Linked DNA regions of Ovis aries: all the other regions are linked to region 1. Evidence: chromatin contacts called from public Hi-C data. All regions are on one chromosome and are shown on one strand. Each heading gives the region's core, a stretch centred on a gene start, on an enhancer-like site or on the middle of the called end of the contact. The rest is flanking DNA. Distances are from core to core; before and after follow the strand shown.

Region 1 (4,695 bases), core at 970-3,469:
AGGGATTAGAAATTCATTCTTTGACTCCGTGCACACAGGCAGCCCTGCATTTGTAGCCTTCAGGCCAAGGCGACAAGCTGTTAAGGAACAAGTCAGACAAACTGCCAGGGTCTGCAGGGCTCCCCCCATTCTGTAGGTCCTGCTCCCTTTGTCCTATCGGAGCGGTTCCCCAGCTCTTAACAGTGACCTCACCATCACGGAGCCGGAACAAAGAGAGAACACGGGAACGGGGCTCCACCAGCCAGTGTCAGAGCCCTGCTCCCGGGCCACCAGCGCGGCGATCGGTAGGAAATTGCAGAATTAGCTCAATGGCTCCAATAGAAGTTTTCCTTTTTCGGGAAAGGAAGGGGCGGGTGGAGGGGTTGCCAAGGAAGGGGCTGTATCTCCTACCGAGACTGCCACTCGGGGGCCAAACTCCGGCAGCAGCCAGTTTCTTTGGATGCAAACTCCGTGCTGGCACAGCGAGGAATCCTTTTATAGGCTGGGTGAGCTCATCCTCCCAGAACTTTGAAAGGAAACTGCTTGGGACTGCGAGAAAGGGGCAGGTGGGTGAAGCGGAAGTTTTTGGTCGCCTTCGCGCTCGGGTCTCCGGCTGGGCGTTGGCCGGCTGGTCCGCAGGAGGCGGCAGAGGCGACGGCCCTTCCCCCCATCATCCATCCCCCAGCCAGGGGTCTCACACTCTCTCTTCCTCCGGGTAATGCTAAGTCCCGGGTCGGCGGCCGTACTTAGCCTTACAGTGCAAAATGTGCTTGGCAAGGAAGTCGAGGCGGCGCTGCAGCAGCTGAGCGTGGGGGTCGGCGAGCGCGGCCAGCTCCGGGAAGCGAGGCTCGTGGTGCTGGTAGAGGCGCAGCAGCCGGGCGGCCGCGTCCTGGCCTCGGTGTAGCTCCAGGACGCGCCGCGCCGTCCGCTCTCGGAACACGCACACAGACTGCAGCAGCGGCTCGTTATATTTGTCCCACATGCCTGCCACCCGGTAACCGTGCACCAAGCCCGCCTCGTTGTCCAGAAAGACCAGCGCCCCGCCGGGGCCGCGGTGCAGGTTGCTGGTGGCTCGGTGCATGACCCGCGGGTCCCACTGCAGGCTGAAGAGGTTGCTGACTAGCCGGTCGAAGTTGGCCGTCAGGTAATCGAAGAGGATCAAGTCGGTCCATTGCACCAGGTCCACCAGCTCCGCCCGGCTCCGGTTGGCCAGCTCACCGCCGCCGGCGCGCAGGGGCCGCAGACGGCCGTCCTCGGAGCGCCAGGGCGCGGGCACCACTACGTCGGTGAGGTTAGGCAGCCAGCGAGTCAGGCTTACCACGCTGCCCTCGGTCCAGTGCGCGGCACGAAGCTCCTCCTGCACCTGAGCCCACTGCGCGCCCCGAGCCTCCACCCGAGCCAGTGCCAGCGGCGGCACGTGGCGCTGGAGGCCCAGCAAGCGCGCCAGGTAGTAGGACAGGGCCTCGCCCTGGATCTGCTCCGGGTTGATGCCGTAGCGCACGCAGGCGCGGGTGCCGTCGGCGAAGCGGGCCAGCCGGTTGGAACTGCGCCCGCAGCCCCCGCGCTCCAGGGCCACCACCCGGGCGCGGCGCGCCGCCTCCAGCCACGCCGCCGCCTGGGCCTCCGAGAAGCCCCGGGGCACCTGCTCCTCCAGGCCGCGGCTCCAGAAGACGCCCCCGTGCACCGCGGCGCGTTCCTCCGGCCGGGGCCGCCCGGTTGGCACGTGCCGCCTGCGCTCACCCGGGGGCTGCCCGGGCGGGCCGTCCGCGCCTGCCGCCAAGGTGAGCAGCGCCCGGAAAGTTTTCAGGGAGCCGCCGCGGGCGTCCCGCGCCAGGGGTGGGGGCAGAGGAAAGCGAGGCGCGGGCTCCCGGCCGCCGCTCCGGGCCAGGTGCCGCGGGAGTCCGTCTTCGGGCGTCCGGGAGGTGGGTAGCTCGGTCCTCGGCGGCAGGAGTCCGCCCCACAGCGCCAACAGCGAGCCCAGCGCCAGCAGCCAGAGCCCGGCGGTGGCGGCGGCGCCCCGCATCCTCCTGCCCATGCTCCGCGGCCACGCCGGTGCCGCCGCCGCTTCAAGCCGAGCCCCGGCGCCCGGGTCCCGGTGGCGAGGCGGGCCCGGCAGCTCGTCGGCTCCGGGGCTCCGGGCGCCTCAGCTCCATCGCGGCTGCGGGGACCTGCCTAGCGCTCCGCCCGGCACTGAGAACTCGCCTGGCTGCCGCTTCCCAGCTGCTTTTGTATTTCGCTGTGAGACCCTCCGGCGGGCGCGATTCACAGGCGCCCGGACCACGTGGGAGCGAGGGCGGGGGGAATCCCCCTCCCCCTCCTCCGCCGCCGCTCCCCGCCCCCCACTCCTCCGCCCCCTTCCCCTCCTCTTCCCCTTAAAGCGGCGATGGCTCCTTCCAAGCGGGAGCAGCGGCCCCACACTCAGTCCGGGACTTAGGGGCCGCGAGCTGGAAACCCGGCTGCAGGCGCCCGCGCGGGGGCGTGGGAGCAGGCGGCACGGAGTTGGAGTCGCGCGGGGTGGTAACGACGCGCCGCTGGCTCTCATGGGGGTTGCAGTGGGCGCGGAGTCTCTCCTGCAAGTTCAGAGTAACCCCCAATCGAGCTCCGGGCGCCGCCCGGAGTGAATGGAGGCGGGTCTTCTTGCCTTGTCCGTTTCCAACGGTGTGATTCACTCTGCCTTATATAAATCCCCGGGGAGCTCTCCGAGCCACAGAGGATGTGACTCCAGCCGGGTTAGAAGAACCATCTGTAGCAAACAACTTTGAACCGACACCGCCTTTCCCGAGCGCGCTCACTGCCCTGGTCCTGTGTGCTCTGAGATTGGTCGCTCGCCCTTTCCCGAGGGACTCTCTGGGAATTCGACCTCACTGTGCAAGAACACCTAGGCAGGTTTCATTCAACAAAGCCTCTGTCCTCGCTTCTGGACACGGAGCAGTAAAATCCACAGATGCGGTCCCCTGCTCACGGAGCTCACTCACAGTCTAGGGAGATGTTTAGGTTGCCACGACAGCCTTACAACTCAAGATCCGACCTAGTCCAGGGGACGGGGCCTCAGAGACGGGTCTCTAGAGAATGACACGATTCGGCTCCCGGGGGACGCAGAAGGGATCGAGCTTGCTCAAGACCACACAGGCAGTAAGTGAAGAAACTAAAATTCAAACGGGGGTCTCCAAGTAGCATGCCGCTTGATTTTCCCTCTATCAGGAAAGTTCACTATTTTTAGTCAAGTGGCCAGCATTCTTATTTTTTGAAGGCTCACTGTCATTTAGTCACTTTATGCCCCACATGTGATTTTCAATTCAACAAATGAAAAAACAACATACTGCATTTGACTTACTGGTTTAATGGTTTTAAGGGAAGAAGTGTTTAGGGAAGAGGGTGGAGGAGCAGAAAATGATGATAATAAAATGAAAAACAAAAACCAGCAAACCACATTGTCTTCCAGACACTTTTGGGTTCAGTCCACCAGGAAAGTTATTGGATAAGAACTGGCTCTCCCTCTTAGCTCTGTGCATGAGACTCTGTCCCAGATCCAAACCAAGATTCTCAGGTAAGACACGAGATGAGGGGTGGGGCTGGATCCCACCTCTGAAAGCAAGGGTTTGAAATCTGTTTCCTTTCACCTGTTTCTCTTGCCTTTATCCCCTCATCAGATGCACATGGGGGTTTTCAACTGCATCAGTGCGTCACCTGGTACTGATTATACTTATTTGCCAAAAAATGAATGTTCTAGAGTTATAGGGCAAGCACCCTAAGGTTTGTGACTAAATAGAGGCATCTGAAGACCACATCTAGAGACTTCCAGAGCTGCCTCAGTATACCTTCAAGTGTTTTCATATTGACTGAAATGCGGGGTTTTGGTTGAATCTCTTATGCACCCCATGGTAGCTATATCATGCCTTTATATAGATCTTATCTGATGATGAGATTACTATTGCTGTGCTATCTTACTTCATTCGAAGTTACCATCTTCCTGTTCTGTGCAAGCTCCTTACCCTCATCTTTCCCTAGAAGGCAGAGGACTACATCTTAACAACTTTCTATTTGTCTTACCAGGTAGCATAGTATATTGCACTAAAAAGGTGCTCAGTAGCGTTTAATTTTTTGTCTTTTGGTTTAACTTCTGAGAATTTTTTTTTTTTTTTTTTGGAATGCCTTGCTTTCAGCCTGGTTATAAACTATAAGCAAGATCTCCACCTTGTGGGCGTAAGTAGAATATCTTCTAATTAGAAAAGTATACATTTTCAACAGGCTGGTTAATGGCTTAAATCTGAGAATATTACTTGACTACCGTGGCCCATGCCGTGTCCTGGGGGCTATGGGGACATCCAAAGTAGTTAGTGTCACTGTCTTTTTGCCTGTTAACAGAAACTATAACTATAAGGGATAGTTCACTGTAAACTCTATGAGGAATCTGTCTTATCTTTTATGGCTGTCTGGCACAATACTTGGCACTTAGTCGGTGTTCAGTAACAACTCGCTGAATAAATCATTGGAATGTTACTGAGATAAAACTCTGCAAGTAGCATGTAACAAGTCATTAAAAAAACTGCTTACCATTAAAAGATACAAAATAAGAGCTTTCATTCATAAAAGGGGAAAAAAAATTGGTGAAGGATCCAGTTGATGGAAAAGAAGAGGAAGCACATGATTTTCAGGCTAGGAGGGCTGACTTCAACCCAGTCTCAGAATCTTCCAATCACGTTACTGGTATTGATA
Region 2 (4,695 bases), core at 914-3,413, 810 kb before region 1:
GAACCAGACATGGAACAACGGACTGGTTCCAAATTGGGAAAGGAGTACATCAAGGCTGTATATTGTCACTCTGCTTATTTAACTTATATGCAGAGTACATCATGAGAAATGCTGGACAGGAAGCTGGAATCAAGATTGCTGGGAGACACTCCTAGGCATATGTCCTAAGATGACCAAAAATGAAAAAGACACCTATGTCCCATTCATTGCAGCACTATTTACAATAGCTAGAACATGGAAGCAACCTAGATGTCCATCCACAGATGAATGGATAAATAAGTTGTGGTACATATACACAGTGGAATATTACTCAGCCATAGAAAGAAACACATTTGAGTCAATTCTAATGAGGTGGACGAAGCTAGAACCTATTGTACAGAGTGAAGTAAGTCAGAAAGAGAAAGATAAATATTGTATTCTAACACATATATACGGAATCTAGAAAAATGGCACTGAAGGATTTATTTATAGGGCAGCAATGGAGAAATGGACATAGGGAAGAGACATGGGACATGGGGAGAGGGGAAGAGAGGGTGAGATGTATGGAGAGAATAACATGTGAAACTTACATTACCATATGTAAAATAGATAGCCAAAGGGAATTGGCTGTATGGCTCAGGAAACTCAAACAGGGGCTCTGTATCAACCTAGAGGGGTGGGATGGAGAGGGAGATGGGAGGGAGGTTCAGAAGGGAGGGGATATATGTATACCTATGGCTGATTCATGTTGAGGTTTGACAGAAAACAACAAAATTCTGTAAAGCAATTATCCTTCAATAAAAAAATTAATAAAATTTAAAAATAAAATTAAGCTACAAAAAAGATTGCTGGAAGAAATATCAATAACCTCAGATATGCAAATGACACCACTCTTATGGCAGAAAGCAAAGAGGAACTAAAGACCCTCTTGATGAAGGTGAAAGAGGAGAGTGAAAAAGCTGGCTTAAAACTCAACATTCAAAAAACTAAGATCATGGCATCCAGTCCCATCACTTCATGGCAAATAGATGGGAAAACAATGGAAACAGTGAGAGCTTTTATTTTCTTAGGCTCCAAAATCACTGCAAATGGTGACTGCAGTCATGAAACTGAAAGACACTTGCTCCTTGGAAGAAAAGCTATGACAAACCTACACAGCCTATTAAAAAGAGGAGACACTTACTTTGCCGACAAAGGTCCCTATAATCAAAGCTATGGTTTTTCCAGCAACCATGTATGGATGTTAGAGTTGGATCATAAAGAAGGCTGAATGCCAAAGAATTGATGCTTTTGAACTGTGGTGTTGGAGAAGACTCTTGAGAGTCCCTTGGACTGCAAGGAGATCACACCAGTCAATCCTAAAGAAAATCAGTCCTGAATATTCATTAGAAGGACTGATACTGAAGCTGAAACTCCAATACTTAGGCCACCTGATGCGAAGAGCCAACTTATTAGAAAACACCTTGATGCTGGGAATGACTGAAGGCAGGAGAGAAGGGGACGACATAGGAAGAGATGGCTGGATGGCATCACTGACTCAATGGACATAAGTTTGAGCAAGCTCCGGGAGATGGTGAAGGACAGGGAAGCCTGGCATGCTGCAGTCACGGAGTCGAGAAGAGTCGGACACGACTGAGCAACTGAACAACAACACAGATATCAAATGAGCATGCAATAAAGGTTTTATTTAATTCTTGATGAGGGACCCAGTCAGATGCTATAATCCATCCAAAGCAGAACCTAAAGAACAGACACACTTAGAGACTGGGGATATCTACATGAATGTCCAGCTTCTTCCTTGGTGGGAGAGGGAAGTCAAGTCAGTCTCTCCCCACAGGACATAATTTGTATTTCTAGAAACAAGAATTATTTTGTATTGCTCTCAGTTATCCATAGGGCGGAGCTGTAAAGTAGCTTCCCTAGAATGAGAATCTGATAACCCTGAAGGGTGTGTTCTGGACTAGAGAAGGCATAGTGTGCCATCAAAGCACAGAACTTCCCAACCTTCAGGACTAACAAGAATTCACTGCAACTGTGTACATGGTAATTAAATACACTCAGGGGGCCCATTCCTGCCTAGGATTGGACTCCAACAGGTGGGAAGGCAGCTGGTTCTAGTCCCTACAAAACTCCAAACGTGACAGGCCAGAGTCAAGAGAAGCTGTCTGGAGAATCATTTGGCAGCAGGGGGCAGCAAAGCTTCATCGCCTAAAGTCCTTGCTGAAGAATTGATGCTTTTGAACTGTGGTGTTGGAGAAGACTCTTGAGAGTCCCTTGGACTGCAAGGAGATCAGTCCATTCTAGAAGAGATCAGTCCTGGGTGTTCCTTGGAAGGACTGATGCTAAAGCTGAAACTCCACTACTTTGGCCACCTCATGCGAAGAGCTGACTCATTGGAAAAGACTGATGCTGAGAGGGATTGGGGGCAGGAGGAGAAGGGGACGACAGAGGATGAGATGGTTGGATGGCATCACCAACTCGATGGTCATGAGTTTGAGTGAACTCCGGGAGTTGGTGATGGACAGGGAGGCCTGGCGTGCTGCAGTTCATGGGGTCACAAAGGATTGGACATGACTGAGCGACTGAACTGAACTGAAAGTCCTTGCACTTTCAAGGAGTCCATAAATTCCCCTAGATTTTTTGCAAAAAGTTGTACTTTGTACCTTTCTCTGGGAAGAGAGTCCTTAGTTATTTTATTTTATTTTTTTTTGCTTTTTCTTTAAGTCCGATGAAACCTACAAAGCATGTCCCCCTATACTGGAAATTCCATGTCTCAACTATCATATTTACACATTGATTGCCAAGGTAGCTTCAGATTAGAAATACCTGGGGAATTATCAGGTCAAACCATTCAAAATCACTGTTTTTGTAAGGTCGATAAAAGAGTTGAGAATAGCAATTGCTTGATGGTCAACCTACATAATCAGATTCCTGATTGCCCGCTCCTGATTCCACCCAGCCCTTGTTCTGATACAGCCAGTAGGTGGATGAGCATTTGAGATCAATTGCCGTCTCCAAGTTGAAGCTTAGGTAAACATACTGTTTTGACTCCAGTCCATCCCAAGTCCTCAGAATTTAACCCCAGTCCCCTCTGTCCTCAGGGTGAGAATCAAGTGGGCATTGGGACCATCGCCACCATGCAGTTCACTGGAGGACTTTCTCAAGATGCCTGGTCTGTGGATCACCAGAATCTCCTGGGGTGCTTATTAAAAATGCATACCATTAGGTGCTAGGCAAACCCCCAGAATTAGACTTTGAGTGGCGGGCTGGAGAATCTACATTCTAAATAGGCTCCCCAGGTGATGGGGAGATGGGAGGAAAGAGTATCATCTGAGTCTACCAGCTAAATCAAATTATAATAATTGAAATGATAAAATCATGACTCATTCAAATATAAACTATGTCAAAGGTTTTGATCAGCTCATTAATTTAGGATGGAACCATTAGATGGTAAGACTGAGTCCAAGAGCATTAGGGTAAAAAAGAGTTTATATAACCCACCAGGAAAAGCATTTCAAAACAAAAACAGAATGTTAGAATAAGATTGCTAGGTTACAGAAGAAACTGGTTAATGTCATGCAAGCTAATAAAGCCTTGACCCTTGGGGTTATCTTTCCTACCAAATGGAAAAATACAAATGAAAATGTGATTTTGCAGTATCTGCGGAGAGGGAATGGCAGCCCATTCCAGTATTCTTGCTGGAGAATCCCATGTGCGGAGGTGCCTGGAGGCCTACAGTCCACGCGGTCACAAAGAGTTGGACAGAACTGAGTGACTAAGGCTTAACGCTATGCTTGCAGTATCTGAGCTATGATCAAATAATAAATAGTAAAGTCAAAGAGCAATACATTCACCCAGAAAATTCAATAATCTTCAGGTGAACTTGTTAAATAATTCCCCAGTGTGACTTTGAAAGAACATACAGCTCAATTTTTTGCCTTATTCAGTTTGGGGGATTTTTTTTTACAGAGGATGAAGACCGCAGAACACGGAGAGGGTGGATTCCATTCATCTGGGTGAGAAAAAGTTCAGGAAGGAGAAGATACATTCAAAAACAAGAACCAGTTAATTCAGAAGGAGGAGAAAACTGACTGATACTCAGAATTCATGGGCTGCTTCCTTGGATTTATCTTAGACACTAGCTACAATCACTTTCTCCTGCCTTTTAAGTAAGTGATTTGTCATCTTTGTAGTCATTTGGCTTGCAAACTAGTCATTCCCTACTCATTCCTCTTAGAAGTTTGTTTTAAAAGTTTGCTACGTTTTCAATATTGTTCCTTTGTTTTTCATCTAAAAGTTCTGGTGGGTACTGAGTTTTAAAAAACATCAGAAGTATCCTCTGATTTTTATGGAACAATTGCCCATCTGGGGGATTAAACTTTGACTGTTAAAAGACATGAAGTGAAAGAGAAAACCATGGGTCCCAACCCAACCTCCATATTTTTCCATAACTTTCTTTTGCCTTTGGAGAGAGAGTTTAGGAATGAATCTCCGTTCTGGATTAACATCTGAAGTTCAGCAGCTTCTTCAGTTCAGTTCAGTTCCTTCTACTAATTTCAAGTAAAATTAAAATTTGGTAATTCTTATGAAGTAGTCTTTCAATGGATATCAAGTGAGATTCAGATTTTTTTTCTTCTTTGTACTTTTCTGTGTTTTCCTTTCTGTAAACCAAGACCATGTCTTTTTTTATTAAATTAATTAAAAAAATTCGCTTCC
Region 3 (4,695 bases), core at 1,162-3,661, 610 kb before region 1:
ATGGCTAACACTCTGTGAGGGCAATAGTGTGGGGGATGGGAGTGGTGATAAGAGCAGGCACGCAGAGCCTCTACTGGGGGTTTCACAGGAAGAAATGGAGATGTAAGCATAGGATTGGCTAGGTTGGATAATTTTGGTAGGCTCTGGGCTACAGGTGTGGCCCTTGCTGTTTAGTACCTGGTCCTGGGGTGACTCAGGGCAGGGAGAATACTGGCTTGGGTGTGAGAGTTTGATAGAAGACATAGTTGGGATTGTGGGTGGGGATTGGTTGGCCTGTGTATCACAGGTGTGTTCTCAGGGAGCTGTTTGCTCTCTCTAGGGATTAGCTAGCCCTAGAAGGTCAGTCTCTCTGAGGTTGCAGTGACTTTTACACAACAGAAGTTTATTTTTTGCTACACAGTCAATGCAGCTTGGGGACTCTGTTCAACAGCAGTCACTAAGGGGCCAAGGACATGGAAATTTCATCTCAACACATGCCTCCCCAGTCACCGAGGCAGGACAGGGAAATTTGACAGATTGCATGCCTGCTGTTAAAGTTCTGTCCAGATGGCAAGGGTAGTCACGTGGTCACACTGGACTTTGAAGATGGCAGAGAACATCAGTCCTTCCATATACCAGGAAGAAAGAAATGAGATATTTGCAATCAGATCTGATAACTACTGCTCCCCAACAGCAGAACCAAAGACTCCATTTTGCCTAAACTCATTTGTACTTAGAAACAAAAGAATTGTAAGAACACACGTGTCATCTCAGCACCTTTTCTCATGATGAACCTCATCACCCGTGTGACACTAGAAACATGTGAAACATCTTCCCAAATACCTTACTGCCTGTTCACCTTGCCCTCTTGAAGTCAGTGGAGTGTGGTTCCTTCAGGATCCAGGCATTTACTGAGGAAGAGTCACTTCAGAGACAGCCAGGGCTGAGTTAGAACTCCAATCTGGGTCTTTCAGCTCAAAGGTCTGTGCTCTTTCTTGCCTTGATTTTGGGAAAAGAATACCTGAGTTCTTTACAGATAGTGAAACTTGACCCTTAATCTGACAACATTCCGCTCCCTCGCTCAGAAAGCAGAAATCAGTTCTGCTTCCCCATTTCCTGCTTCTGGTGATTATCAGGTTCAAAGACAGCGAGTGACCTGGGGACCAGATGTGCGAGTCTTTCCCACACAAGCCAGCTCTCTCAACACACGTGGTGGGCGCCACGTCTAACGGTCGTTAGTCAAGCTCTGTGCTCTGATAGTTACAGATTTCCAGGAAGTAAGTCCGGCGTGATATAGAGGCTCTTGGTTATTTTGTTCAGTAAACTGAGATGTTACCAGAAATGAGAGAGGGCTTTTATTACATTTTAAAAATATTTTCATTTGGAAACCATTGGCTCCCTGGCATTTTGAAAGTTTTCCAGTGGTTGGACATTTACAAGAACTATTTTGAACCTGTAGCTGCTGACTTTCAAATACTGATCATTCCTAAACATTCTCTCATTTGCATGATGCTGACTTTGGTACAACTTCCTGCTTTATTTAGTGCTCACATTTCTGGGCTTTAAAATTGTCCTTTTTAGAACTACTTTAAGAAAGAGAAAAAAAAGATTTCTTAGTAGTAGTTCCTAGATGGTGGGCTTCCCTGGTGGCCCAACGGTAAAGAATCTGCCTGCAGTGCAGGAGATGGGTATTCAATCTCTGAGTTGGGAAGATCCCCTGGAGAAGGAAATGGCAACCCACTCCAGTATTCTTGCTTGGAGAACGCCACTGACAGAGGAGCCTGGTGGGCTACAGTCCATGGGGGTCTCAAAGAGTCAGACATGACTGAGCTACTAAACCACAATTTCCTGGCTGCTCTCAGAGGACCCTAATCTCCAAGGAGAGAGAACCAGTCTTCACTTGAGGAAATGTCAAGAGCACTTAACTGGAAAGCTGAGCTTCTACTCACCCTGGGCTCCTGGGAAAGACTCTGGTTTTTCTGCCTCCTCTGTAAGTGGAGATAACTACTCAGGACAATGCACCTCACAGATTCATAGTAAACTACGAAGTAGACCCCTTGACTGAAGGGTGGGCCTGCCTTGGCTCTTCGTCTCAATGTTGCACTTGCCCTGTGACCTCTGACACATAGCACACAGTGAAACACAATCCTGTCCCAACAAGTTGAATCATAAATGAGTTCAGAGATGCTTTGGGATATCAGAAGACTCTGGGGTCAGTATAAACTTACACTGGATCACAGCTCAGGAGTTGGCCTCTGGTTAGAATTTCGGGAACTCTGATCAAGTTCCCACTTCAGGGAGTAGATGCCCCAGGAAACGTTCGTTGGTGTCCCACCTGCCTCCAAGGACACACACGATTTGACACATGTTAGTAAATGATGGTATCGCATTGATCAGAATGGCAGACGCGTGGAATGAATGTAGATGTGAATTTCTCTTCCTAAACCTACCTCGGCAGTGCCCGCTTTCACCCCAGACCAGTTCATCCAAGCACCTGCAGAGGGCGCTGTGGTGACCGTGAAAGTCGCTCATGGACTCTGCGACCCTATGGCCTATACACTCCATGGTATTCTCCAGGCCAGAATACTGGAGTGGGTTCCCTTCTCTGGGGGATCTTCCCAACCCAGGGATCGAATCCAGGTCTCCCACATTGCAGGTGGATTCTTTACCAGCTGAGTCACCAGGGAAGCCTCAAGCTGTGGCGAATGTGCCCAACTGGGGCCATTCTCCCCTCTTGCCAGCAAGCTTTCAGGCCTGGGCTGCCCTCAGCTCTGTGGGCACGGGGCGGTCGCAGAGCAGTCTCCCAGCCACACTAGTTTCTGGTCTTGCTTGTGTTGGAGGAGGAGGCCATTGGAGCTGTGGGGGATAGGAGCAGGGAGCCTGCTGGCCAAGGGTCGGTGGAGGGCAGAACTCTGGGCTCCGGCCACTATGACAGAGGTCAGGGACAGCATTTCCAAGGGAAGCGCTGAGTTCATTCCAGCTGCTGGGGCTGGGTCCATGGCTGGGGGGTGGTGCGCAGAAGCAGAAAGGAAGGCACTCGCCCTAGGCCTGAGAAGGATGGCCACACAGTCCAGGCCTTGCCACGCCCTCTCTCTGGAATGTCTTCCTTTATCCTGGCTGAATTCCTATTAACATTTATCCCTCTGGATTCAGGAGCAGCACCTAACAGGAACCTATTAAGTCAATTTAACTGCCTGTCTGGTCTGCCTATATTTCTCCCATCATGGGTCTTGTCCTGTGCTAAGTCGCTTCAGTCGTGTCCAACTCTTCGCGACGCTATGGACTGTAGCCCACCAGGCTCCTCTGTCCATGGGGATTCTCCAGGCAAGAATACTGGAGTGGGTTGCCAGGCCCTCCTCCAGGGGATCTTCCTGACCTAGGGATAGAATCTAGGTCTCTTATAATCTCCTGGAGGCGGATTCTTTACCACTAGTGCCACCTGGGAAGCCCCTCACTGGTCTTGGAAACACTGCATTTTAATCATCGAAATATTTGCCTCTCCCACCCTTTTCCTCCCCTGTGCCCCCTGCACTGTCCACTGTATCCCCATCACCTCCGTGCACAGGTAATAGGCACCTCCTTTGGCACTGGATTTCCTGCCTCTGGCTGAAATGGGGCTCTGTCCCCAGGGTTACTCCTATAGCAGAGCTCACTTGTCACTTGTTACATCCCCTTTGTTGACCCGAATCTTGGGCTCAGAAGCCACACCCGCAGGGTTATTTTCCACCCACGCCTCACCGGAGCGCAGCTGGAGCTTCCCCAATATGCCCAGCAGGTGGCGCAGTTGCTCTCTTTATCGCCCCACCCGGGCTAATAACCGGAAACAAAGACCGGTGCAGAGCAGGGGAGGTGGGGAGGTGGGCAGGCCTCTCCTCGGAACCTGGCTAGGACCCAGGCCCCCGCCCTTACAGAACTCTCCCCTTCGGGCTCAGAGCAACAGATGCGAGGGAAGCAGGAAGGTGGGGGCAGGGCTGGGGGCCGATTCAAGGCTGTTCCCAGGGCTGAGGTCGGAAGCACTCATCACTTCCACCGCAGGCTGGTGGGCGGAAGATGCGACTCTTCCCAGTAAGGTTTTGTTAGTGGCAAAGCCCACAGACCTTGTATTGCCTCACTTCCTACCTAAATCCTTGGGCAGGTGGTGGAGCAAGGATTCAAGGCCAGGTCGTCTGGGAGTCAAGTCCCGGTTTCTTCATCTCCAGAAAAGAGAGATTAAGTGTAATTTTTCCTGACAAGGCCGCTTGGAGGGGATTAATTATAGATGAAGGAGTCTGAGAAATGGAGGCTGCCCAATCCGTGATGGTTAAACTTCACACAGAGACACCTTTCTGGGGCAGAGCCCCCTACAAATCGGGATTTTTCAGTTCCTTTCTGCCAGCCCATGGACTGTAGAGTCCAAGAAATTCTCCAGGCCGGAATATCGGAGTGGGTAGCCTTGCTCTTCTCCAGGAGATCTTCCCAACCCAGGAACCAAACCCAGGTCTCCCGCATTGCAGGCAGACTCTTTATCAGTTGAGCCACAGGGAAGCCCTTTCTGCCAGCAGGGGGATGTGATGGGTGGGGTGGTGGCAGCGAGGGGCCTCCTGAGTGCTTTCCGCGCCTCCCATCTCGCCTTCTGCCTCTCCTGGCCTCCCATCCCGCCGCCTCGCCATCCCTCACCTAAAATCCTGCAATGCCCTCTGTGCTCTCAGCACAAAGGCCAAATTCAGAAAAATGTCA

The links. A called contact is a pair of places that touch in the nucleus more often than the background predicts.
Region 2: a Hi-C map of hypothalamus shows a contact between it and region 1, with 5 times the contacts expected there. The contact joins the enhancer-like site here to the promoter of FJX1 in region 1. A contact is called at or near these places in 4 of 16 Hi-C or Micro-C datasets (hypothalamus, muscle, skin fibroblasts and 1 more).
Region 3: a contact with region 1 is called in a Hi-C map of omental adipose tissue, with 5 times the contacts expected there. The contact joins the enhancer-like site here to the promoter of FJX1 in region 1. A contact is called at or near these places in 7 of 16 Hi-C or Micro-C datasets (blood, hypothalamus, liver and 4 more).

The regions. Positions count from the first base shown.
Region 1 is chr15:64,945,491-64,950,185 of ARS-UI_Ramb_v3.0, reverse strand. It overlaps FJX1 (four-jointed box kinase 1), which reads right to left and starts at 2,219. Exons shown (of 1, transcript XM_060400056.1): 1 at 1-2,219. The coding sequence starts at 2,014. The coding sequence ends at 701. PAMR1 (peptidase domain containing associated with muscle regeneration 1) reads left to right here and starts at 1,581. Exons shown (of 13, transcript XM_012096235.5): 1 at 1,581-1,760.
Region 2 is chr15:65,751,354-65,756,048 of ARS-UI_Ramb_v3.0, reverse strand. No RefSeq gene overlaps it. Among named protein-coding and RNA genes, the nearest start is that of TRAF6, 32 kb to the left of the region's middle. Within about 2 kb of position 2,163, at least 3 of the 54 cell types and tissues checked have an H3K27ac peak or open chromatin away from gene starts, as enhancers often do. A contact at or near this core is called in hypothalamus, where this site is marked.
Region 3 is chr15:65,553,512-65,558,206 of ARS-UI_Ramb_v3.0, reverse strand. No RefSeq gene overlaps it. Among named protein-coding and RNA genes, the nearest start is that of COMMD9, 19 kb to the left of the region's middle. Within about 2 kb of position 2,411, at least 9 of the 54 cell types and tissues checked have an H3K27ac peak or open chromatin away from gene starts, as enhancers often do.